Regions from separate parts of the Mus musculus genome. Here region 1 is linked to region 2. A link is a contact called in public promoter capture Hi-C data. All regions are on one chromosome and are shown on one strand. The core of a region is the stretch at or near the end of the contact, and the rest is flanking DNA. Distances in the headings are between cores, read along the strand shown. Region 1 holds the start of Ctnnbip1 (catenin beta interacting protein 1). Region 2 overlaps Kif1b (kinesin family member 1B).

What was found. Promoter capture Hi-C pulls out the DNA fragments that hold promoters and counts their contacts.
Region 1: a contact with region 2 is called in a promoter capture Hi-C map of the SN4741 cell line, with 2.3 times the contacts expected there. The contact joins the promoter of Ctnnbip1 here to the enhancer-like site in region 2. A contact is called at or near these places in 11 of 39 promoter capture datasets (the 3T3-L1 cell line, 3T3-L1-derived adipocytes, the C10 cell line and 8 more), 2 of 484 Hi-C or Micro-C datasets (bone marrow-derived macrophages and cerebral cortex), 1 of 115 datasets of contacts at active chromatin or transcription factors (trophoblast stem cells) and 2 of 9 other capture datasets (embryonic stem cells and liver).

What each region holds. Positions count from the first base shown.
Region 1 is chr4:149,516,275-149,520,170 of GRCm38.p6, reverse strand. Ctnnbip1 (catenin beta interacting protein 1) reads right to left here and starts at 1,930. Exons shown (of 5, transcript NM_023465.4): 1 at 1,792-1,930. It overlaps Gm24381 (a small nuclear RNA gene), which reads left to right and starts at 2,889; the gene lies at 2,889-2,992.
Region 2 is chr4:149,253,938-149,257,537 of GRCm38.p6, reverse strand. The region is part of intron 15 of Kif1b (kinesin family member 1B); the gene reads left to right. Among named protein-coding and RNA genes, the nearest start is that of Kif1b, 52 kb to the left of the region's middle. Within about 2 kb of position 1,772, at least 115 of the 459 cell types and tissues checked have an H3K27ac peak or open chromatin away from gene starts, as enhancers often do. A contact at or near this core is called in the SN4741 cell line, cerebral cortex, liver and 1 more, where this site is marked.

The DNA of each region.
Region 1 (3,896 bases), core at 681-3,180, 260 kb before region 2:
TCGACAAGCACCTTTGCCTCCACCTCCAACGCCCCCTCCCCCACAACCCTGTCTCTTCATGGCTGACAGAACAATCATTTGTTCACTTATATTATTTTTCTTTTTTGAGACTGGATTTCTCTATGTCACTTAGGCTGTCCTAGAACTTGTTCTGTAGACCGGGCTGGCCTCGAACTCACAGAGATCTGCCTGCTTCTGCCTCCCGAGTGCTGGGATTAAAGGCACGTGCCACTACCTTCCTGCTCAGAACAATCTTTTAAAACCTAGACCATGTGTTAATTAGTATCTTTCTGTTCAATTCACTCTAATGGCTTCTAACTCTTTTGGATAATGTATCATACCCTACACAATATATTCTTCTCACCTAGACTCTTCCTTCCTTTCCCCTTTTCGAGAGGGTCAGGATGACCTCTTGTTCCATAGATTCCTAGTGTTCTGGCCCCTTCATAGCACCTAATGGTTTCAGCCACTTATTTCTTTACTCAGTTATTATCTGTGCTCTTTCCTTCCTTGGTTGCCATCTCCCAGAAGGCAAGGACTGTTTAAGCCCCAGAGCATGGAAGGCATGAATGGATCTCCATCTCACAGAGGTAACTTCTGTCTGTCCTCATGGACCACACTGGCTCTACCAGGAAGCCATGAGTGACACACTGGCACTGAACAGTTGGCACCTTTATTTGTGATTCAAAGTCCTGCTTTGAATCCAAGGAAGTGCTGGCGTCTCCAGACACCTTCATGGCAGCAGAGATCAGTTATCACAGGGTTTCCAGCCAGGAACAAGAGCCTGGTGGTGGTAGGAGCGAGCCAGAAGCCAAGAAGCCAGAAGCCACTTGAGAACTAAATCTCAAGACAAACTGACTTGCCTCCAGATCCCACAGCAACATACTCTGTGCCTCAGTTTACCCAGCAGTTATCTAGGCACACTTCCTTTGGATCTGTAAGTGACAGGAGACAGAATAATTAACAGCTAGAGCATAGTTAGATCCTCAGATAGAAAGTGCTGCAAGCCGCACGTCTCATTATTCATAAAACTCTTGATCCCCTTGGGCCTTCCCATGAGCTAACCGGCAGAGTTACTCCTAAGTCAAGTTCCATACACAGAAGCATGCAAAGGCTGCAGGGCCTCTGCAGGTAAAGTGTCCAGAGCTCCAGGCTCACGGAAAAGGGAAGTGCAACCTTGATAGGGGTGGCAAAAAGGAGGGGATACATGCAATTTGGAGGTCCGAGTGGTTAATCTGCAGGCTCACGTTCCCAAGTGCCCTGCGAAGGTGAGACATGTGTCTCTCACATGTACCTTCCAAAAACACCAAGGAGAGGTGGAATCAGGGGAGCGGACGGTGCATTTAAACTAGAAAGGGAGGAAGGGCAGCTGGGCGGACAGACAGACCTTGGCAGCATCTAGGAAGGGAAACATGGAGAGTCAGGATGCTGGGAAAGAGGTGCGGTAAGGTGAGGAAGAGACAGGGCAATGGGACCAGGAGGGTGGACAGACGATGACAAGCACGCGGGCCCAGAGGGGTGAGCAACTGGGACACCTGTGGAGGAGACCCCCAAGAGAAAGGGAGGAAGGCAGCAGGGTGGTCTGCGGCGGGAGGTAGCAGCGCCGGGTGTGGTGGGGACGACGGGTCCAGGCCCAGGGCGCCGCGCCAGCGGAGCCGGCCCGGTGGGTCTCTGCGGGGTCGAAGGTGCCTTCCGCGGCCCCTCCCCGGGAGACAAAGGGCCGGCGGCTCCCCCGCGTCCCGGCGCAGCGCCGGCCCCCATGCTGCGGTCGCGGCCCGGCCTCGCGCTTACCTGGGCCGCCCGAACGCGCGGCGCCGGGGGCTGCGGGTCCGGAGCGCGGCGGCCTGTTCCGGGGCGCGCTCAGCCGGAGAAGCAGCCGCGGCGGCGGCAGCAGCACCAGGAGCGGCCGCCTCAGCCTCCGCCTCTCCGTGAGTCACCGCGGCCGGGAGGGAGGGAGGCGCCAGGCTGCCGGAGGAGGGACCGGCGGAGGGGGGCGGCATCAGGCTCCGCGCGCGCGGCGGAGGCGCGGCGCCGACCACGCCCCAGAGGGAGGTACCCTGAGGGGCGGGGCCTGAAGGGGTGGAGCCCCTAGAGCGGGAAAGGAACAGGCATTGGTTAACACACCTTTGGGGCGGGCTGCTTGCTGGAGGGCGGAACCCTGAGCCTCAACACGAGAAGGACAACTCATTGGTCATCTCTGGTTGAGGGCGGGACCAGAGGCTCGTGGGCGGGGTCTCGCGGTGGGTGGGTAGGGGCTCTGTCTGTACTGAGAACCCAGGGGAGGAGCAGGCGAGGCTAGAGTGAGGGGTCATATAGGGTAGAATTTTCACTGAGGCCACTTGACCCAGAACCCCAGAAAGAATGAAATGGAAGAGGTTGCAGACTATTTAGTGGCGTGGGCGTGGTATCTTGGAACAGTTAGGTCTGCTCTTGAATTTGGGGCCTAGCCTGGGGTCTGTGAAATCCAGAGTGCCCAGGGCCTCTGTGATTAAAATCTTTCTACCGGCAGTCTTGCTGTATCTGGAGAGGTTGAAAGGGGAAAATTGTTCATTTTCGGCAAATTGCTTTTAGTTTAAAGGCACATGAATGCTTAAGAGTGGTATCATTTCCAATTTATTTTTGAAAAATTTATGTGTGTGCCTCCATGTTTGTATGTGTGCCACATGTATGTCTAATGCCTTGGCATGGATTCCCTGAAACGAATTACAGACAGTTGCGAGCAACCATGTGGGGCTGGGAACTGAACTCTGGTCCTCTACAGAAGCAGCAAGAGCTCTTAGCTGAGTATACTCTCTGCTAGTGTCCATGGGCACCTACCCATGGTATACATACAACAGGCATCCACACATAAAAATCAATTGAATAAATAAATTTAAAAACTAAAAATGGTACTCATTCCGGTAGCATACATACTAAAATTGAAACAATACAGAGATCAGCATGGGCCTGGCACAAGGATGACACACAGATCTGTGAAGCATTCCATAGTAAAAATAGAATTTTAAATGACAAAAACTAAAACCTTAAAAATACAGTAAACTGTGTTTGTTTTTTTTTTTGTTTGTTTTTGTTTTTTTGTTTGTTTGTTTGTTTTTTTCAAGACAGGGTTTCTCTGTGTAGCTCTGGCTGTCCTGGAACTCACTCTGTAGACCAGGCTGGCCTCGAACTCAGAAATCTGCCTGGCTCTGCCTCCCAAGTGCTGGGATTAAAGGCGTGCGCCATCATACCCAGCTTGTAAACTCTTGTGTGTTGTTGTTATATGACTATGCCTGGGGAGAGCAAACATCTACTCACCTCAGACAGGGAGCCAACTGCAGACCAAAACTCTACCAAAATCCAACTTGGTAAACCTATGAATTTTATTGGTGTGACTTATAGGAGTATGGGTGAAGTTACAAGAACAGAAATGACTCAAAGACGATTGTGTCACCAAAGTCCACCCTAGCATGAGTGACAAAAGCTGGGAACCTGAAACACACTGCACAGTCCATAGGTAGCACAGCAGGTTGGAAAATGTCCTTGCCCTGTAGCTTGGTTGGTCCATGCCTCTTCTAGGTAGTTCAGTCGGCTTTATTGCTTGGAAAGGAAGGGGGCTAGTGAATCTGGTCAATTTCAGGAACTTCCTGAAGCCACTGAATTGTTTACCTCCTGAGTTTAGTAAGTTTAGCTATAGGATGGAATGTTTTATCTTCCTTAAAAAAATACAGTCCCTTTGTCTTCCCTTTAACATCTGTGTTTAAAGGACCTTCCTTCAAAGACAGAAGGTTTTCATCTTGGAGGGAACTGCTACACAACAGTTAAATGTGTGCATGTTGTTTGTATGTGTACATCTGTGTGGAGGTCAAAAGTCAAAGTCTAGTATCTTCTGGTTTTCTTTTTGCCTTATTCTATTTTTT
Region 2 (3,600 bases), core at 523-3,022:
AACAGGGGTGAGGTGTTTGGCATCATCCTGGTTGCATAGTGAGTTCGAGGCCAGCCTAGGTAATACGAAACCCTTTCTAAAGTGATAATAATTTACATAGAATAACTAGTTGGAAAATTTGGTTTTACTGAAGATAGAATTCTCCATAGAGCAGTCTTCCATTAGTAACATTAATATATAATTAACTGTAAGTTTGAACATTTAAGTAGAAATAGCTGGTTTATTAGGTTACATGAAATTAGACCTTTTAGAACTCACAAAGCCCTTAGTTATGGGAGAAGAGGGCTTTCTCCTCCTGTCTGGTACAGCTGAGCTCCTTGGGCCATGGTGCTACTCAACTGTAAATTGCCCACTGTATTGGTTCCTTGCTGGAACCAAATACCTGAGAAGAAGCAACATAAGGGAGCGTTTGTTTTTACGTCATGGTTTGCGGTTAGTCTGAAGAGAAGGCGTGGCTGCTGGAGTTTCCATGAGGCTGCCTGCTCGCATCTTTGCAGATCAGGAAGCAGAGAAAGAGTACTCACCTGGCTTTCTCATTGCCCCTCTTTATTTCGGTCTCGAACCCCACTTCACAGGATAGTTCTGCCACATTCGTGGTGGGTTTCCTCTCTCTCTAGCTTCTCTGGCAGTGCTCTCGCTGACAGTCAGACACGGATCTAGTTTTAAGTTGTGTTAAGTTGATTATTGTCACATTATTCCTGGCTCCCAGCTCTGCAGACGGGGGTTCTTTCAGTCTGTTGCTGGCTATGGCCATTTGTGTTTTGGCTCTGCATGAATGTGAAAATCAGGAGTAGTCCTTGTCCTTCCTTCAGCGACTGCAGTGAGAGCAGACAGGTGTCACCTGTGGTGCTGAGGCCATACTGCCAGCACTCCTGCCAGCATCGGGCCACAGCGGGAGCATCATGTTCTCTTGCCTGCTGCCTGCTGCCTGCTGCCTCCATTCTCTTGGCCTGTGTGTTCAAGAGTACTAGGGTAGGGGAAACTCACTGAGAATGTAGAAGTCACGGCCATGCTCCCAGTCAGGGACCCTCTTCACCATCACTCAGTATCCCCCACTAACAACTGTGCCCATCTGAAGACAGTTGAGAACAGCGGCTCTCTAATAGGTAAAGTCATGAGAGAGGAAGGTAGCCAGGCTGGCTTGTTGAACACTTCACTACAGAGGTCAGTGAATCTGTGTCAGGTGCTGTCACTGTGGCTTTCAGGTGAACTGTAACAGACTTCCTGTGAGTCCTTTCTTATCATCCCATCTTTTCCTTTGATTTCTTCCTTCAAAAGGAAGGTGATTCCAAAATAAAAACAATGCTTTTGTGTCTTGATTCAGAAAGTAAGTGAAGTTCTAAAATGCCTGGCAAAAGGAGAGGAGGGAGACATCTTTTTATTCAAGGTGCAAGGTGCAGGGTGATCTCTGCTGTTGTGAAACCGACTTGGAAGCTTTCCTATGGATTCTGTGGGAGTCCTGTGTGGGAAGGAGTGTTCATTCACAATTTCCTCATTAGGAGGGGTCAGTGACCATGTTGCCAGCAGGACTCTGGCAGTAGGGAAAAGTGAAACTTCCCTCTAATTGTTTACATCAAATGTTCACCTCCTTTAGAGATGGTGAATCTTACCTATTTTTATATTGTACCTTCCTGAAGAAGTGAGATTACCCTTTTCTTTCTCTGATGTAAAGGAGAAATTGCTTTCTGCTTGCTAGCTAGAACCAGCTGACAGCAATGCCGCGTGTTAGGAGTCAGGACGGCAAGTAGGCTTTTTAAGAATGAGGTCACCCAGTAGCCGTTCCCAGTGGCTTTCAGGGAATAATGCTTTCCTTATTGGAGGAATTCTCTCCCAACTGCCTAAATCCGATGAAAACAAAGCTGTAATACTTTAATCAGCACATAAACTGCTCTCTTAACTTCCCTTGAAGCAACGTAAGTAAAATCTTTCTCTAGCTTTATTCTAGAGTGCAAATAGCTTCTTTACAGCTTTGTGATCAGTCACGCCGTAGCTCACTGAAGCAGAAGCCTGGTTCTGCTCTGACGTTGTGAATGGTGAGAATTCCTTTTGGACAGGCCTGCATTTTAATGATGCAGGCAGAGAACATCTTTCATCCAGCGTGTGGGACAGCAGTTGTACAATAGAAACGCTTGAGAATGTCCTAGGAGCTGCATTCCTAAGGCATGACACTGCAAGAGAAAAATACTGTAATGGAGAACAGCAACAATGGGGGCTAATCCATCTTCCTAACGGTTTCTTTGCCTTTCTTTGCTCCTCTGTATTTTTAGCTTAAGGTCAGCGTTCGCACATTACTTTTCAATAGGTGCTGCTCCCTCCTTCCTCATTGACTAGCCTATTTCCATACATAATATTAGTATCCCGATTCCTTTCTAAACTTCTCTGGCAAAAAAAAAAAAAAAAAAGAAACAAGATAGTGGTATGTAATTTTTCTTTAAAGCCAGGACTTGAACTGAGTTGAAGTCTCGCATACATGACTTGGTCTTTGTACTCAGTACTAAGCTGTAAGCATGTAGCTATAGCCACTGGCTCTGATGTTTATAGACTGGCATCAAAGTCAGTACTGAGAATGCCATCGCCCAGATTTAGCCTATAAATATCTATAAACATCCATCATAGAAGTGAGCAGGACAAATGCTGTCCCAAGCAGTGTTTTGACCCCACGCTTGGACTCACTCAGGAAGCTTGGGTACAGTGAACCTTAGCTACCTGGTGGCTTCAAGCAGTGCTCCATGGAGTAAACATCCAATCTTCCAAATGTTAAAACATAACCTACAATGTTTTTTCGAAGTATGTCTGATTTGCCTTACCAAATTTCCTACCTTCTTACTGCCTCATCAAGAAGAAATAAAGAGCTGAGCTGAACATAGTAGCACATCCTGTAGTAGTCTCGGGACTGAGGCCGCAGGATCAGCGATTCAGCATCATCTGTGACCAGTGAGTGTGAGGTTAGGCAGGGCCATGTGAGATCCTGTCTGTCAGTCAATCAGTCAATCAATTAATCAATCAATCAAGTAAAGATCAGTAATAGTTAGGAAGACCAGGTCAAGGAGTAAGATAAGCTTAGGTAAATTGCCTAGATTTTTGATCTTTAGTTTTCTTATGTATAGAGTGATTGTAGAATTAGTGTTAGTCAGTCTTTGCTGGCACTAAAGGTTTGCTAGTGTGCCACTCAGTTAACGCTTTCTCTAAGCCGCTGGAGTGTTTGCTTGTCTTTTGTTTTTCAGTTTTTGAGACAGGGTTTCTCTGTGCAGCCCTGGCTGTCCTGGAACTCACTCTGTAGACCAGGCTGGCCTCGAACTCACAGAGATCCACCTACTTCTGCCTCCCAAGTGCTGGGATCAAAGGCGTGTGCCACCACTGCCTGGCTTTCCTTGGAGCCTTTTGAAAATAATAGATTTTCAAACAATATAAATATTATAACTTAATACCATGATTTTAAAAAAAGAAAGAAAAAAATACCTTGCTTGTTTGATGTTAGTATCACCCTTCCTCTATCTGGTGCAAATGTACACATGGATTCACTACTTATCTATTTTTATTAGGACTTGGAAGACTTGTGTGTCTGATGTGCACTTAATTTTAGGCTTAATTTTGAGTTTG